Linked DNA regions of Anas platyrhynchos: region 2 is linked to region 1. Evidence: chromatin contacts called from public Hi-C data. All regions are on one chromosome and are shown on one strand. The core of a region is the stretch at or near the end of the contact, and the rest is flanking DNA. Distances in the headings are between cores, read along the strand shown. Region 1 holds the start of ROBO2 (roundabout guidance receptor 2). Region 2 has its middle 73 kb from the start of ROBO2.

The links. Hi-C and Micro-C count contacts between places; a contact is called where the count stands out from the background.
Region 2: a contact with region 1 is called in a Hi-C map of small yellow follicle, with 3 times the contacts expected there. The contact joins the enhancer-like site here to the promoter of ROBO2 in region 1. A contact is called at or near these places in 2 of 8 Hi-C or Micro-C datasets (F5 follicle and small yellow follicle).

The regions. Positions count from the first base shown.
Region 1 is chr1:102,410,909-102,417,218 of IASCAAS_PekinDuck_T2T, forward strand. It overlaps ROBO2 (roundabout guidance receptor 2), which reads right to left and starts at 2,207. Exons shown (of 27, transcript XM_072025826.1): 1 at 959-2,207. The coding sequence starts at 1,013. LOC113842469 (U1 spliceosomal RNA) reads right to left here and starts at 5,720; the gene lies at 5,565-5,720.
Region 2 is chr1:102,482,896-102,489,205 of IASCAAS_PekinDuck_T2T, forward strand. No RefSeq gene overlaps it. Among named protein-coding and RNA genes, the nearest start is that of ROBO2, 73 kb to the left of the region's middle. Within about 2 kb of position 3,131, at least 2 of the 8 cell types and tissues checked have an H3K27ac peak or open chromatin away from gene starts, as enhancers often do. A contact at or near this core is called in F5 follicle and small yellow follicle, where this site is marked.

The DNA of each region.
Region 1 (6,310 bases), core at 957-3,456:
GCTTTCTACTTGTGTGCTTGAGCTACAGTAATGCATTTAACGTCGATGCTGCAGAACAGCGCCAGCCCCCACTCCCAAAGAGAATTTACCCTTGCGCTGAAGTTTCCGCCCTACCAAAGCGTGCCTCCCCTAAAATGCTCCTTTATATCCCCTCAGCCACTCCCTGAACTTGAAAACTGCCAGAAGCATGGCAGAGCCAACCCAAAAGAGGAGGGGAAAGACACCAGAATAAAAAATAAAATAAAAATAAATAAGAAAACCCAGCACAACAACGCCTTTCCCCCTAGCGCTCCTACCCCTCACGACCACGCTCTCTGGGGGCAGCCCATAACGGAGGGGGGAAGGACATGGTGTCGGGGGGCAGATTAAGGCCGGGGGGAGGGCATGTGGTGTCGGGGAGACCCCCCAACCCCCCGGCCGCACCTGCCCGACCCCGCGGGGCATGGGGGTAGTGTCGTGCCGTGCCAAAGGAGGCGTTTAGGGACTCTGGAAAGTGGCCAATTCGCCTCACCTGGAGCGGAAGCACAGCTAGCCGATTTATTTCATCAGCTGGCTCTCCCGCTGGAAAGTTTAACAATAGGAGGAGGCAAAGTAACGCCAGGTACAGCGGCTCCCTGCCTCGCCGTTCTCCTCCCCGCTTCCCTACCACCACCAGCACCGCGAAATAGGAGATTTAGCACGGGGATTTTTCCCCTTCCCCGCTTCCTCAAGCCGATATTCAACCATTCCTACACTACTTTTCCATTGAGTTAGCAGATGGGAAGGGCTGCTTATTGGAAACATATTCTCCATCCCCCCACGCCCCCCCTCCCGCCCCCAAATGCCATTTTTATACCAGAAACAAAGTTAAGGCTCTGTAACGCTAAAGCTCATAATGCTGTCCATGTGCTGTCCCAAATCAGCTTCAGATGAAGGGGGATTCTGCACAGAAGGGCATAGCTAAAACAAGCCAACTTACCATAGACTTGAAAAAATGCAAATCCAACGAGCAGGAGTGGCGTCAGCAGACCCATTTTGACATATTAAAAGCAATCCCGATCGTTTGCGAGACCAATTCCACAGAGATCCAAAGAAAAGAATTAAAAAAAAAAAAAAAAAAAAGGAAAAAAAAAGTATCCAAAGCCAGCGAGACGCAGGGTCCAAAAGTTTTCAGTTTCCTAGCAGCTACTTAGAGCGGAAAGGGAAGCCTGGAAGCGAAAAGCTGCAGATGGGAAGGTCTTGAGTGTGCCACTTTTAGATCCATACAGATTAGAGCAGGGAGCGAGCTCCGAAGGCTTCTGCTTTGCACACACGCTCCTTCCTAAACTCCCCCCAATCCAGCCCGAGCAGGGGAATTATTCACGTGTGTCTAAGCCCCTCTTTAGGATCCATGGCAATCCAAAGGCCAGCTCTTTCTTCCGAGGACAAGGAGAGGCTCTGAGAGAGGACCTGATTCCTAGAAAGTGTTCCGCAAACTTCCCGGCACTTTGCAGGAAAACCATTGGCTCTGTTCGGCTATTTTGCTTGCCTCTCTCCCTCCCCCTACCCCTTTTCCTTTCTCTCTCTCTCTCTCTCTCCCCCAAATCAGTTCAAGCTGCGGAGTTTCTCACTTAACTTCCATAATAGGAACGCCTAGGCAATGTGCTACAGGAGGGACCGGCTTTCTCAGCATCCCCTGCGAAGCAAGCCGCCTCTCTCCCCTGCACCTCCCTCCTCACTGGAAACCCGAGCGGGAACTGCCGGAGGGCAGCAACTCCGCCGGGGAGCCGCTGCTGCCGCTGTGGCAGCGGGGGGCGTGCGGCTGGGGGCGCGGGGACCTCCCGGGCGGCCCCGGCAGCCCGGCGACCGCCTCAGCCTCGCCTCAGCCTCTCCCCTGCCGCCGCCTCCGCCTCCCGCCGCCGCGGACACCCCGGGCTGGCGGGGAGAGGGAGAGAGAGGGAGGAGAATGAGCGCGGCGGCTCCCGCGGCTGCCTGCCGAGGGGAGGCTGCGGGGTGGGGACTAAAGCGCTGCGCCCCGCACCCACGCGGCAGCGGCGGCGGCGGGCGGGCACCGGGCACCGGGCACGGGCTCCGCGATCGTGGGCGAGCGGCTGGGGCTGCTCCGCGCCTCGCTCCCCGGCGCGCTGGCCGGGCAGCCCCCGGGCTGGGGGATGAATAACGCCACACGGGGCACCGCCGAGCGCCCCTTCCCTCGCACCCCGTGCCCCTTCTCACACCCCTGCACCGCTGCCTCGCACCCCCCCTCCCGCCCCCCAGCACCGCCCGCTGGCGGCAGAGCCCCCGGGAAGGGGCGAGTCCCGCCGGGCAGGGAGGGAGCGCGCGGCACCGAGGGGACCCCCGCGGCCGCAGCCGTTGGCGGGCCGGCGGGGAAGCGCCGCACGGTGAAGCGCGGGCGCCCCCTACCGGCCGCCGGAGGGGAACGGCCGCTGCCTCCCGTAGCGGCGGGCGGGCGGGCGGGGCAGCAGCGCCCAGCGGCGGCCGCCTCGCCTCAGGTCGCCCCGCGTGGCCGTGGCCGTGAGGGGGGATCTGTGAGTGGGAGGAGGGACGGGGAGCCTTTGCTGCCGCCGAGAAGGTGGAAGAAGGACGGTGGCACGGAACTTTTCCAGAGAAACCCCTCAGATACGAGGGTAGTGCGTTTAGCTAGCTTATATATATATACACACACACATATACACCATATATTCACGTGTATATATATATATACACACACATATACACCATAACCATCAACGTCCCTCTTCAATATATATATAATATATAATATATAATATATAATATATAATATATAATATATAATATATAATATATGATTATTTTGGACAACGACACTAGGTAAAAATTAATCGCTGAATGAAAAGGTGAGAGTTGTGCTTTGCTGCACTAAGGGTGTGAGCAGGGCTACCTAAAGAGGAGGGAACACTTCATACGTCTTAGGCAACTAATCCAAAATATTTTTTCTTTTATCGAGTCTCTTGCTTTTTATTTTGCATGCGCTAGAAATATCTATATAATAGAGATTCTTTAAGTAAGTTCTTCATGTAGAAGATCCAAACCATATTCCTGCAAACCACACACTGCCCACGCATATGCCAATAAATGATCTGCAAGTTATTTCTTATCCAGTTGTCGTGTAATCAGTGACAAATATTGCCAAAAGTGACAGTGTGAGAGGTTTGTAGTGTTTTAAGTGCCCAAGAAGATTCTTGCTGTTCCATACAAAGCCAGCAGACACCTCCAAAGCCTCTTTATGCAAACCAGGGAACAATGTCCTCTGATACTTACAGTATGCCCAGTAGATAAATAGATATTAATATGCCTGAAGACTACCTCGTGATGAAGGCTGTAATTAAAGCTAACCATGGTAAGGTGATCAAAATGGTATTCTTTGTCTGCGTGCTTGTGAATTGGCAAAACCAGAAAACCATAAATCACCTGCCTAACAGCAATGTGTGTAATATGAAATATTAAAGAATATTTCCCTTTTCAGTGGACATTTCAAGGACACTGTTCATGAAAATGCTGGCTTGTTTATTACAGAATTTAAAATCGGAAATAGTTATGCACTGTAGAGATCTTTTTGTGCTTCTCAAATAAATTTAAGATAAATTTAATAACAGCTGATGCAGACCAGAACACTTGGTAGATGTATACAGTCTTTAAAACCCTTAGGTACAGAGGTACCTGTAAAAGGGCATAATGACTCATATAAACATTCTAAGGGAAATCAATGGGCTATTCATTATAGCTGCCTCTGTTTTATTCATTCACTTCTACAGAATATCACTTTGCAAAGCTTTGAAAAGTTTCAGCCAAATTTAATCAAGTATTTTTAAGTATAATTTTGCCTGTATTTACTTCAGCGTGTGTTTTGTTGTTGTTGTTGTTGTTTGCTTGTTTGTTTTCCTTTGAAAAAAGTTAACAGTCCTCTGAAATGGATAGCAGGGTCTGAAAGAGTTGAGAAACTGGCTTTTGTGTTGGTTACTGTTTGCTCAAATCGAGAAAATGGGGCTATGTTTGAATAGTGTGCAAAACAAAGCCAAAAAAATGAAATGTCATATGGAGATCCTGCTGGAGGGGAATAGTTGAGGTTTACATGTGTTACAGCTTACAAGCACATGACATGTCACAGATGAGAGTCACTGGCTTATGAGCATAGTTCGCTTGGAACAGCATTTGCTTCCATTATGAGATGTAGTCCAGATACAAGAATTAAAAACAGTTTGCTTCTCTCTCTTGTCTTTCAGTAACCTCCTATGAACATGGTCAACTAGACAGATGTTCTTTGCGTGAACAGCAAAGCCTCTATGGGGGAAGTGCATGTGCCAACTCTTTGTTTGGCTATGAACAATATGCCACCTGATGAAATACTTATGTAAGCAGGATGAGGAAAAGACATGTCAGTATTGGCACACATAAATCTTCAGTTCAAAGAGTGTTGTTGAGGTGGGACTTTGAAACAAGGAAATTACACGGTAAGATTGCCCTGATTCATATGAAGGGCATTCAACAAATGAAGCAGGACTAATTTAGCAAAACAACGGTAAGATCAGATATATGACAGCAGTAAAAGCAAAAGTTTCATTGCTTCTACCTTGGATTCCTATGCTAATGTATTAAAATATTTTATATGAGAATCAGATCTAGTGTTTAAAGTAAGTGTTGTAAGAGTAGTACTCTTTTCAGGTGAACTCCACCATTCATAGCATTTTTCTTCTAAACCAATAGTAAAACTTCCAACCATTTATAACATAATGTTACAAATGCATATAATATATTCTACCTGCTGGTTGCCATAAAAAAGCTTTTGTTATCCACTTAAAGGGGAGAGGATGACTTGAAATGGATTATATATAATTTATTCCAAATACTAGAGCTACTTACTCAGGAATTGCTTGAAGTGGCTAGAGATTTTTAATACCTAGTAATATGCTCGATATGTGATGGCCATTCGTGGGCCACTACTTTAAATTAGAATCTGGTCTTTTTAGATTCTGGAGTAAATACAACTCCAGAGGATAACTGAGAATATCTAATGTTAGGCTGCCTCAGAAACACAAGAACAAAAGGGGAAAGATGCTCAATACGCATTAAACTTCCAGGATAATATACTTTTTTGTTCCTCTGCCACCAGTGGCTCCTGTGCTATTCTGTTCCAGGTCACCAGGTTCTGATGTCATCAGACTACTGAATACATGATGAGAGAACAGGATTCATAGTTTTTAATCCTTATAAATGCTGAAACATGGGTGTTACTCCTGCTCCAGGCAATGGGATCTTCCATACAAAGACTGGACGCTGGAAAGTAGTTGAAGAACTCAGTCCAGAAAAAGCTGATGTGTTGGTAAAGAGAGTATAAGCACTGTAGCTAGATCTTTCTCATGGAAGGACCCTGAAAATTAGTTTTTCTGCTGTACTGGCTATCACAGGTTTGTCTAACCTCCTTTGCTAGAACAACTTCTATGGTTCATGTGGAGGAAAGAAAAATGATGGGCATGAGAGGCATATTTTTTATTCTCTATTGCACACCTATCTCTTGCAGTGCAGAGGACCACCTTCTGCTTCAATAATAAGGTTCCTGACTTCAGATTGTTCCTACAGGAATCACAGAATAACAAATTATGCAGTTGAGTTTCCCGCATTGGGGGAAATCTCAGGGGTCAGCACACTCGGAGTGCAGGGGATGAGCCTCACCCTAGGAAAACCATCTGCCTGATCATGGTGTCTCCCCTGCCAGGAATTCCAGCCAAACAACATTTAGGAACCCTGTTTTGAAACCTCCTGATCTTTGTTAGCTTCTCTGCACTATATTTAATTACTAGTACAGATAACTGTTCACCACAATGATCTGTACTGTTGGTAAGTAAATATTTTGTAAATTAAATTATTACAAGTTTTTTGATATACATCATATGCTCCTTTTAAGTTTTGCATCCACAGCTCATTAAATGTGCAAAAGCTGGTAACAGAAAGATGATACGGATTCCTGACAATTTTAAAAACAACCTCACCTAAAATAAATTCTACTTGATTCTTTTATTTTTAACTGAGATTCAGAGTAGGCAATGAAGCACAAATATTTATATGATAGTTAAAATGTTACCATGTAAAGATTTTGTAGATCGTATTTTCTGTTTCTTCTACGGATGTACTTTTACTGCCCAAAGAAAAAGATAGCAACTCACACTTTGCAGCTCAGTAAAAAATTCAAGAAAGTAGAGAAATAATACATAGTTTAAAAAAAAAAAAAAATGGACTAAATAAAAACAGGGTCAGATTTCTTCTTTCTGGGGGCAGAGGACAGAGTTGAAAGTCAAGCTTTTCTAATCTAGCC
Region 2 (6,310 bases), core at 1,881-4,380, 73 kb after region 1:
AGAACTGTGGTGGCCAAACAGCAAATTCCCCATCTCTATCGGATGACAGGCTGATCGTTTGTCCAAATTGATGTAATTCATGGAAGTCTCCCCTTCTCTTATTCTAGCAGATAAGATGATTGAATTGTATAAATACAATTGAGCTTCAGTGACAATACATGGGAGCACTATCGATGAGCTCAGCAGACCAGGGACAAGAACGGTAGCTTCTTTCTGCTACCTGTCCATGAGTATTTCAAGAGGGACCCAGGCAGTGTACTCAAGCCTTTTTAAGGTCCACGTGAAACTGGAGGGGAGGGTGGGGAATCATAACAAAAAAATAGAAAAAGCTTTGCCTGCATTTGCAAAATATATATCCATTGTGACTGACTATAGTTGCTCAAAGTTGTGCAAAGAGATGCATATATTATATGGCTGTGTTCTTCCCTGACAACTTACTTTAGTAAACTTTTCTCCATTTCTTTCAACTCAACACTCAGTGAATATTTACTGCCCATGAGGGAAGCACCAGACTCCCCCTGATCAGACTCCCCCTGATTCTTTTTTTTTTTTTTTTTAATAATAGTAGTAATAATAACAAAACCATTGAAAATCAAATTGAAAGAAAACTGGATGCTCAAGAAGCTTCCATTAGTTTCTTCAGCCTTTTCTCCCATTACCACAGTTCATAACGGAAACATGGAAAAGTCATTGCTGTTGCATGTTGAAGGGCTCCTATTTCTTTGGCTCCCACAAGATTACTTACAGAAAGAATATACCAGAACTGTAATACAATAAGCTATAATGTGAAACAACTGTAAGTACTTGAAGGCTCCTAATACAAATGACACACTGGTCTTTTAAAGAATTAAACCATAATTTATAGAAGAAACTGTCAGATACACGGGACTTAAATTGCATCTGAGCACACAGACTGCTTGCTTACTTGTAGGAATATCAATCAATTTATTAAGAATTAATCTGCACCCCAGTGTTCTCCTAAAACTGCCTAATGTTTTGGCAAGCTACTTGAAAGGGTTCAGTAAGAATTTATAAGGGCAGTTTGGAAACAGGATTTTTTTTTCTGGCTCAACAAAGGGGATACTGTTTCCCCTCTGAACGTATCTCTGTTATAGTTTAACACAGTAATGGATAAGTTTGCCAAAAATCACAGTATTTAATGGCCTTCAGTGAAACAGTAGATTTGTCTTTGCCTTCATACTGTGTCCTGCATTTATGCTGTTAGAATTGCTCTTAATCTGCCTGGAAGTATCAAATGTTCTTGGCCTTGAGAACACAAACTTGTGCACTCAGTAAAAAGTACAGTTTGTAGAGTAACCACATTTTTCCATGCAGAATGGCAAGCAGGACTGAAACTAAAGGATCTAATTTCTAGTATTTTCCAGCTCTTGACATAAAAATGGCAAGAGGACCTGGGCAAATTTAAAATGTGGTATTCATATTGCCTTCATAAAATGTGCTAAAATTGCTTGAATGATGTCACTTGAGCAACACATCCAGGCAATAGATATTTTTGAACTCTGAGAATACTTAGCACTTGGCAGTGACCACATATATGTAGGGTGTGTAAGGCTGCACACATAAAATCGGTTTGTAGCTATGTCAAGTCATTAGTAAACAAGGGATGTCTTCAACTACAAAAAGCAGAAAGTGATAGTATGCATTCTATACAAAGTTATTGCAACTTTCTGGTTTTCAAGCTTTTCACTTTGACCAAAGCAATCAATATAACATCAAAGTGGTAGTGGGAAAACATGAACCCTTGCTTGTTTGGCATTAAGTTCAAGGCAAAATTAAACAGATAATTGTTATCAATTGTCTATCAGTTCCCAGGATTTTTTATTTTTTTTTTCCCAAGAGTTAACATGCACACACCCAAAAACACACGCATCTATTTGAGTACTATACAAAGAGATCGATTAGAAACAGCTTATTTTGCACTCTAGTCATGAGAAAACTGCTTGATATGGAATGTGAATCTTGTCTCCACATCATGAAAGATCTCAGGAGGAAAGCGGTTTGTCCCTTTGCTCAGCCAGCTTTAATGTTTTACACTCCAGTGACAATGTCCTCAAACATATCAAGTGAGGTCCCTTTTACTTCTTAAAAAAAAAAGAAGTGGGAGGTAGGGGGAGGGAAGGGTTGTCAACTGTTGGAAGTCCTTCTTCCTTTCATATTCTGTTAAAAAAAAATAAATGGTGGTTGGACACTGATTCCACTTCAGGAAATTTAGTTTATTAAAATTATTTTTGAATGTTTTTTGCATTTTTGTTTTTATATATGTATGTGTGTTTATATATACATATATATATATATATGTATATTGATCCTTTCCTGTTTCCCCTTCCTCTCCCTTAAAATGCATCACCTAAGAAGCTAGTTCATTGCCTTCAGATGGACTGTTTACCAGGCTGAGGCCTTATACTTTGGAGCAGGATTTTCAGGGTTGTGCCAAAACTGAAGAGGAAGTTTGGTTTATATCCACATTTACCTTAAACAATAGAGTGTCTTTTACTTTACATGCTGAAATCCTACATCTGTCATTTTACTTACATAATTATTATATCCATATTTTTTTAATGCTAAAAGAAGTAAACTGCACTTCAAAAGTTTTTTTTTGAATATTTATAGGAAAAAACAAATCAATTGCTTAGCTGCATAACACTAGGCAGATAAGATTTAACCTATCATACATAAAATCTGCCAGTGTCTCTGATTAACAAAATATAAGACTGCAACAACCATGGAATCCTAACAACAGTTTTTGTATGTCCATTAAATCAAAATTTGTTTGTTTGTTTGTTTTCACTGTTTCAGCCAACACATTTTCGTGAAACGGTTCTTATGGATTCTTCTAAATTCAAGAGCAAGCAAAGGATTTTAAAGGTGAAGTTGTACCCTTGAACAAAACTGCATGCTCTCCATTCTCTATTTTCTCTACCTTATTAATTCAGAACTTTGCATGAAAAAAGCGGCAGTAATTAGCCTTGACATGGAACAGTGCCAAGCTTTTCTATCAAGTTTCTTTCCTGTTTATGTTTGAATTACTCAGAGGCTGCCTCTGTGTGCCCTTTGGTCTCAACAAATGTATTTTTTTTCCCTTACTCTCATGGTACAAAGAATGTAATCTCTGTTGACTGGAGTCTGCTGAACATCATATCATTTCCTTGACTCAGCTGAAGATTCACAAGCTGTAGTGGGGGGAAATGCTTCTGCTGAATATAATCTGCAAAAGAGGACTTGCTCTTCAGAAAAGGGTTGCTTTGTTTGAAAGCCTTGTACCCTTCATTGTTCTAAAATTTTGTCTAGAGGAAGGCAGAAGTTGGGTGATGAGGTTTTCACTTAGTTCTTTCCCTCTGCAAATATGACACTTGGCACACAGGGATGGTTAATCTTGGATGCAGACCTAGTCTAGTATTTTATTTATACATTCTACCAGATGCTTATGCCCAGATGCATAAGAGGTTTTACCTTTTTTACTGTAATCAAAATCTTTGTTGTAAGTACACATCCAATTAAAAATCAGCAGTCTGTGCACAAAACATCTGATTCAGGAAGAATACATTGTTATTTTATATAGCCAGTTATGAATTTTTGCATCTGTGACTACTCAATGCCCATTTGAATTGTTATCAGATTTCACCCGATTAAAAAAATATATATATTCATAATATAATGGAAAACATAAGAAAATAAAACCCACTATAAACATTATTTCATATCATGAAAACTGCAGATGAATCACTTTGTCTAAGCAGCACTTCACTTCAAGGTAAATAAATAGTCATATACGTATCCACAGAACACCCTTCCCCAGAAAAGGAACCCATAATATCCATAGGTAACACGATGACAATAACTGGGAACACTTCAGGAAAAAATGTTTCATGTTTTAGCTTATTGCTAAACATAAGCCTGGAAGAGATTTCTGAAATCCAAGAAATTCAAGCTCTTCCTTCAACATCTTTTTTTTTTTTTTTTTTTTTTTCAGTAAATACTTGGCACCAGTAGTGATTTGATTTTCCAAGAACCTGAACCTGCCAGATAATCAGATTATGTACATACTTGATTAAAAATAAATAAATAAATAAAATGTTTGTTAAAATATTAGATTTTTCACAAGACAGAGTTCAGTTAAGATCTTTAAAGAGTTTCTGAACTGTATAAAAATGTCTGGTTACTTTGGAATGTTTCCATGCCATGCACAAAAACAACAACAAAATACCACCACAACTACATAAAGCACTGAATCTCCTTTGAAATGTCATTGAGAACCACTAGTTTTTGTGTTCCATGATTTTTAACATTATAAGCTCTTCCTGAAAATATTTTTAAAACTGAGGTCTGGCCTAAACATCAAGAAAAAGTTAAGCCATGGAGAAAGGAGTTATGTATATAATACTGTTTCAATAATACCCATTGTGCTATAAATACAACTAAGTCTCAACAGGTACCCCTGAAACATGTCATCAATATGAATGTGCATTTATACCTCAAGTCATGTTTTCAGTGCAACTGCAAGCTGTTGGTATACCAGTGGTCTTGTATTTATTTTGTTCCCAGTGCTGTTGCCTGAGATTTAGTCAACGGTATACAGAAAGGGAAGGAGTTGAGACATCCTGATACTCTTCTGGTTAGATGTATTCCTAAATACATTTTGATTGGATGACCTAATTGGGGATTGAACTAAAGTCCCTGGCTTCTGTCTCAGTGCTATCATAGGTGGCTTAATGGGTCAACAACATGGTCTGAATTGTCTGTTCCCTGAGCAGACACAATTTTTCTCTGTCTAATTCCTCTAGCCTCCAGCTATTTACATAGGGTTCTATAGATTTTTATTTTCATATATATATTTTTAACTCTAAAACTATCTCTTAGCTATCATTCCGTTTCTAAGGTTCACCGATCTCAAAGTTACTCAGTATGAAGGCTATTCTGGAGACCATTACACATGGATTTTTCTTTACACACAAACGCATGCAATATACAGACATATTCTGTGCCACAAAAAGCATGTTTGCATATTTTTCAAGCCATATGGGAAACCATTTTGCATTTCAGAGAAGGGGATATGGCTTACTGAACTCTAAGCATGAATTTCATATCACAGATTTTGAAGGTTAAAATAATAATAATAGTAAAACTTAATAAGAAATTATCTTTCCAAGCTGCAACATCCAGAGGTTAGGTGTTCATATTACTAAGATACAATTGTCAGACTTCGTAACAACAGATTCAAGACAGAATGAGGTTGATAATTACACATCAGTTATTATTATTATTCTCTGTTATTATTTTATACATTTTATTGTATTGTGGTAATAATGAAAGATAGCGTGCCTTGGGAATGGAGAATCCCTGAATCTCATTAGAAATTAAATATATACAATAAAAATGTGAGAGATAAAATTGCTTTTCTGCCTGCCAGTAGAAATGGAATGGTGTATGACAGGGATGGAATAATAGGATGCTCTTAGCACTGTAATGTGTGTATGAACATCTCCACTATTCACATATGAAAATAAAGTCTAACCTCAAATGCAGGCACATATGCACACACTCACAGCAAGCAAGGAGAATTGACTAGAATTAAAATTTTCACTTGGAGAAGATGGTAAATCTGTGTACTAGATTTTTACCTTTGGGATCTTGGCATAAATCCAATCAGAGGTTCTAATTAAAATGAGTTTGATGGTCTCAGCTTAGCTCCTAATTGATGGCAGTTCACACTACAAAACACATAAGAATTCATTACAGTCCTGCTCAGCTGGCAATTTCTTCTCAAAGGGAAGAAGAGCATGTAACTAACGTGGATTCCAGCAACTGCCTTGCATTTTAGTCAGGGTGGTCCTTTCTGGGCAGTTGAAAAGGGGTCATCAATAGAGCATTAGGGAACAAAAATCAAAGCACTGCTCTAAAATTAACCCAAATGTAGAATGGTAAATGTGCTTACTAGCCTTTTAATTTAAGACTCAAAGCATGGACATGGAAATTAAGACATGTTTCAAGGAGAAATCTGCACAGTAATTCTTGGTTTTAAATCGTATACCCAGTTATCAATTCACTCCAAAGAGAATTTTCTGCTTATACCCTTCTAAATTATTCTAAAACAACTTTACTTAAACTCAGAAGGAATATATTTTTCTCTTCCTCAAACACCATTTGATGCTTTGTGTCAAGCTGGTCACAATCTATGTATAGATAATAAATAGTAAAATATTTTTATCTTACTAAATATGCTGATGAGAAAAAGCAATTGCAAATTATAGTGCTAGCCTGTGCCAAAGACCTCATAACTGGCAGTGTAGTC